Linked DNA regions of Arabidopsis thaliana: region 2 is linked to region 1. Evidence: chromatin contacts called from public capture Hi-C data. All regions are on one chromosome and are shown on one strand. Each heading gives the region's core, a stretch centred on a gene start, on an enhancer-like site or on the middle of the called end of the contact. The rest is flanking DNA. Distances are from core to core; before and after follow the strand shown. Region 1 holds the start of AT4G08450 (Disease resistance protein (TIR-NBS-LRR class) family). Region 2 holds the start of AT4G08580 (microfibrillar-associated protein-like protein).

Region 1 (2,880 bases), core at 108-2,607:
TTATAAAAAAATAATTCCCTAAATTATAGAGAATCCAGATTTTTATAGATTCTAGTCATTTGTTCTTAAAATCCAAAACCCACTTTTTTGGGATTTTCAACAAATTCTATCGTAAACTCTTTTTTTTTTGTTTTTGAAAAATAATAATTTAGTTTAAAGTAAATAATTTTAAAACGTTTCTAAATAATAATTATATAAAAATCAAAAACTAGAAAAGTTACCATTTAAGATTTTGCAAAATCTAAAATCTCCACCAAAATCAAAAACTTATAATATCAAAAATCAAAAACCAAAAGCCAAAAGCCAAAATCCAAAATCCAAAAACCCACAAAAATCAACAAAACATTCATGGCCTAAGTGTTAGTCATATTGTATAACTACTAATGTATTCTGTAGGGCCTTTTAGAAAACAACTTGGGCTTTTAGAAACAAATAAATTATATCTTTAATACCAAAATTTTATTTAATAAAAAAATTAAAACCTAAAACCTAAAACATGATGATACCTCTTCTGCATATCTGTGAGTCAATTTGCGTTTTCAACAAGTAAAATCATATTTTTTTAGGTTAGTTGCTAGTTTTTCTTTTGAGTTTATTTATTTTTTCCTTTTGTCTTTCACAAATTATTTCGGTTATGATTTTCAATACTATATAAAAATAAGCATAGTTTTTAAGCTTTGCGTAGGACTCCATCAACATCTGCCAGGGTTGAAAGAAGCTCCCCGACAGTCGATCTACGATATTCGATAACATCGATCAACCTGTCTTTCTTCAAATCTTTTGATGATTCCTCCTTACTTCGCCAAAAGTACATGAACAATATGTAGATCTGCTCTATTTTGTTGCATGCGAGAAGCTTTACTTCGAAAGCCTATCAAGTAAGGCTCCATCAAAGGGTTAGCAAATATATTACTCCCAATAGAAAAAAGAAATCGATCAAACAAAGATAAAGAGAAAATGTTCCATCAAAAAAGAAAAAAAAGACGATAATAATAGAGAAAGAAGAACAACATATAAAATCTGAACATAGCAAAAATTATTCTCCCAAAAAACGGAAAAACCTAACAAATATTTTACAAAACAAAATCCGGTGAACCGGATATCACTTTCTCTCTTTAAAACATTGGAGTCAATTAAGAAAGAGAAGTTCATCTACAATAGAAGTTAGACCACCTCCAAAGGAAAGAGAGTCTTAAACTTTTTAAAAACATAAAATAATAATAAAAAGAGAAGAAGCTAAACTCATTTAGTCACGTCGTAAACATAAAACGTGATTCTAAGGTTCAGACATCGATGTGGGAAACCTTATATTAATAAGTTACTTAAAAGTCTTCGACGACTAGCTAAACTCATTCCCTCTAGTGCTTATTAATGCAAAGAAAACAGAGGTCATTGACTTTCTTCGTTTCCTCTTGAGTTTCTCATCTCATGATCGTTGTTCCTTTCGGAAAACAAAAAACATTACAATGGCTTCTTCTTCTTCTCATAACTGGGTTTACGACGTTTTCACAAGCTTCAGCGGGGAAGATATCCGTGTAACTTTCCTCACCCACTTTCTCAAGGAGCTTGATCGAAAAATGATTATTGCTTTCAAAGACAATGAGATTGAGAGAGGGAACTCGATCGGTACCGAGCTTATACAGGCGATAAAGGATTCGAGGATCGCGGTGGTTGTGTTCTCCAAAAAATACTCTTCTTCGAGTTGGTGTTTGAATGAGTTGGTAGAGATTGTGAATTGCAAGGAAATTGTGATACCAGTTTTCTATGATTTAGATCCTTCTGATGTTAGGAAACAAGAGGGAGAATTTGGAGAGTCTTTTAAAGAGACTTGCAAGAACAGAACAGATTATGAGATACAACGTTGGGGCCAAGCGTTGACCAATGTAGCAAATATTGCTGGATATCACACTAGGAAACCGTAAGAGATTTTTAATCCATTAATATTGTTTATATATCTTGAATAAATGTTTTTTCTTGACATTTAACTTTTAAAGTCTGTAATACTCGAGGCTCGAAACCACAGCATGTAATATTAGTTTCGTCCCAAGAATCACTCGAACCTCCTAATCATTTTTTTTTTCATGATCGTTTTTTGTTAGGAATAACGAAGCAAAATTGATTGAAGAAATCACTAATGATGTTTTGGATAAACTAATGAAGTTAACACCATCGAAAGATTTTGATGAATTTTTTGGCATCGAAGATCATATCAAAGAGCTGAGTTTATTATTGTGCTTGGAATCTGAGGAAGTGAGAATGGTTGGGATATGGGGTCCTACGGGGATTGGTAAGACAACCATTGCAAGAGCTTTATTTAATCGAATCTACCGTCACTTCCAAGGTAGGGTTTTTATAGACAGAGCTTTTATATCTAAGAGTATGGCTATTTATAGTAGAGCAAACTCGGACGACTATAACTTGAAGTTGCATTTGCAAGAAAAGTTGTTGTCTAAACTTTTAGACAAAAAAAACTTGGAGATAAATCACCTAGATGCTGTGAAAGAGAGGCTAAGGCAAATGAAAGTTCTTATCTTTATTGATGATTTGGATGATCAAGTGGTGCTAGAAGCCTTAGCCTGTCAAACTCAGTGGTTTGGGCATGGAAGTAGAATCATTGTGATTACAAAAGATAAGCATCTCTTAAGGGCTTATGGGATTGATCATATATATGAGGTTCTTCTCCCGTCGAAAGACCTTGCTATTAAGATGTTTTGTCGATCTGCTTTTAGGAAAGACTCTCCACCCAATGGTTTTATAGAACTTGCTTATGATGTTGTAAAACGTGCAGGTAGTCTTCCTTTGGGTCTTAACATTTTAGGTTCGTATTTACGGGGTAGGAGTAAGGAGGATTGGATAGATATGATGCCGGGGCTTCGTAAT
Region 2 (2,880 bases), core at 153-2,652, 96 kb after region 1:
GTTCATGTATCGGATCATACATTTCAAAAACACGGTTTGATACGGCAACGACGACGACCTTTGAGGTTGATGAAGAAGAACGTGTCCCAATCGATTCAGGTGACTTTGAGTTTGTCTCCTACATGGACTGAGCTTAATTTTGATAGTTGCACATATTCTTCTTATAAGAACGTTTATGATGTCCTGTAAATCCCTGTTTCATGTGTCTTTTGTGTTTATCAATATGTTTTGTGTGGATTAGTGACTAGTTCTTTTTCTTCACAACGTTTTATATAGTAAGAGTCATGTTTTTCACAATATGGAAGTTAGAGTTGGAGCTTTATATGTGGCAGGAACATCCAGAGTTCTCCTATGTGATCTTTTGTGCTTCACCATCACAAAGCTCTAATACTAAGGTAAACATGTTACATATCTCTGTTTTGTAATGTTTTTTTACTTTAGAAAATCTAGCTAAAGTCAAGTGTTTTGTAATGTTTTTGACATGTTACATATCTCTGTTTTGCAATGTTCAAGTCAAGAGTTTAAGTTTCAGTTCAACTCTTGACAAATGCGACAAGATTTGACATGATATTGTTGGTGTCTCACAGGAAAAGTCACCAAGCAGTCTGTAACTTGAAAAACGAATTTAAAATCAAGAAGCAAGACTCTGAGATCTATGCTGCTAAGGTAAACATGTCACATATATATGTTTTGTACTGTTTTAGAATTTCTGTTTTAAGTACTTTTGACTTAAATGTTTTAAGTACTTCAAGCTAATACATAACGTTTCACAATATTCCTTGAAGCTAACACTTCATAGAAACAAGGTACAACTTCGTCAATCAACCAAACATAAGTTCTTCTGCCTCTAAAGACCGTGGGCCGGTCTGTCTAACTGTTGGGCTTTGCGGGGCGGGTTAGGACTCACTTTTCAAGACCGCGGTCGTCTGCGGTCCGGTTCGTCGCGGATCAATGGAAAAGCGAGCATGTTGCGGTCGGTCCGTTCGGTCGCGGGCACGCCCGTCTACCATCTCTAAAGTTATGTAAACCAAAATTCAATTCTTTTGTTTCACAATTACTACTCAAACTACATTTTTCATAGTTTTTTTTTAATAAAACTCGGTGTTATTAGTTATACTATTTGTAAATATCTTGTAATCTTAAGGTTATGGAACTAATAAAACCTCATATAAATTAATAATCGATAAATTAATACCCGATAAATTAATACATTTTTTCTGTCCTAAATTTTGTTTTTGGATCAATTGATAAATTAAGAAAATACCATAGTCTCATCTATATTAAATTATTAATTTATGGAAATTTTACTGTGTATAGTTTTAGGAAAAATATAAAAATAATAACAATTTTCTTAATTTCACAAAAAATTACTAAAATTCACGTTTAGTTGGAAATTTACGAACCGAAGTATTGGGCCTTAATGGTCTTGGGCCAACATCAATCTCTCGCCGTCAAGGTTACATTTATCGCCGCCGCTGAGACCGCCACCTAAGGGCCGTCTCCTCCGCAATCTCTAACCGAAACTCTCTCATCTCCTGGTAAGCTCGATTTTCTTATCAATTCGATCTCATATGATGTCGATCTGTTTCTACTGAAGCTAAATCTTGCGAAATCGATCTTTGTTTTGTTCTGAGATTTAGGGTTTCACGAATTTGTATTCTAGGGCTTTTCTCGATTAATCATTTCTATTGTTATTTGTTCTTATTGGTTCTTATGCTTTTGGGTACAGAAAGATATCGACTTTTTGTTGACTCTGTATGCAAATTTGTCAAAAGACAAAACTTTGTAACAGTTTACTCTCTTTCGTGCTTGTGTTTATGTATGAACAATAGCTTCGCTATTGGGATTGTTGATTTCACCACACTTGATTAAGTATGTACATACTATTGAAAATGTTATAGTTCGTTAAAATGTGCAATCTTCGAATTTCTCTAGCGTCCATTGTTCATGTTGGTGTGTTTATGTTGATATACTCACCCACACACACATCAATGATATGCATTGTACATAATGCATTTTGTTGTTGTCTCTTTAAGATTTTAGCTATTGAGGATCGATTAGGGGAAGTAGCTCTTTTCCTTTCCTTTTCTGGTGAATACTAATGATGCAAAGCTTGAATCTAATCCCTGTATTATTTTGTGCTGCAGAGACAGATAGCTAATTTGATTGAGTTTGGTTACTTGCAAGTGCAAATATGTCGGTCACAGCGGGAGTGAGTGAATCTGCAATTGCTGTAAGGGAGAAACTAAAAGGTGGTATTGGACAGACTAAAGTAAGAAGGTATTGGCCAGGAAAAGCTCCGGAGTGGGCTGAGGAAGCTGAAGAAGATGATGATGTTAGGATGCAGAAGTTTTCTGTTTTGGATAGAGCTTTTCCAAAGAATGATGATTTGGGTGTTGCTAGGAAGGATGATCCAAGGCTGCGGCGTTTAGCTCAGACTAAAGTTGAAAACCGTGACGAAGTTAGAGCTGATCATCGGCGTATTAGACAGGCTGAGATTATATCTACGGAAGAAGAAGAATCGAGGAATCAAGAGAATAGAGACGAGGATGATGATGAAGATGCCTTGGAAGAAAGAAGAAGAAGAATTAAGGAGAAGAATCTTAGACGAGCACAAGAGGAGGCTGCTTTACTTCCTTTAGAAGAAGAAGATGAGATACAAGAGGAAGAAGAGGAGGAGGAGGAGTCTGAGTACGAGACTGATTCGGAAGATGATATGCCTGGTATTGCCTTGATTAAGCCTGTTTTTGTACCGAAAGCTGAGAGAGATACAATTGCAGAGCGAGAGAGGCTTGAGGCTGAAGAAGAAGCTCTTGAGGAATTAGCAAAGAGAAAATTGGAGCAAAGAAAAATAGAGACAAAGCAAATTGTGGTTGAGGA

Evidence for each region. Capture Hi-C pulls out chosen DNA fragments and counts their contacts.
Region 2: a contact with region 1 is called in a capture Hi-C map of root, with 2.6 times the contacts expected there. The contact joins the promoter of AT4G08580 here to the promoter of AT4G08450 in region 1. A contact is called at or near these places in 1 of 26 Hi-C or Micro-C datasets (seedling) and 1 of 3 other capture datasets (root).

Annotation. Positions count from the first base shown.
Region 1 is chr4:5,364,144-5,367,023 of TAIR10.1, forward strand. AT4G08450 (Disease resistance protein (TIR-NBS-LRR class) family) reads left to right here and starts at 1,358. Exons shown (of 6, transcript NM_001340586.1): 1 at 1,358-1,918; 2 at 2,100-2,880. The coding sequence starts at 1,467. It overlaps AT4G05485 (a long non-coding RNA gene), which reads left to right and starts at 516. Exons shown (of 1, transcript NR_141875.1): 1 at 516-807.
Region 2 is chr4:5,459,996-5,462,875 of TAIR10.1, forward strand. It overlaps AT4G08580 (microfibrillar-associated protein-like protein), which reads left to right and starts at 1,403. Exons shown (of 3, transcript NM_116927.5): 1 at 1,403-1,538; 2 at 2,148-2,880. The coding sequence starts at 2,195.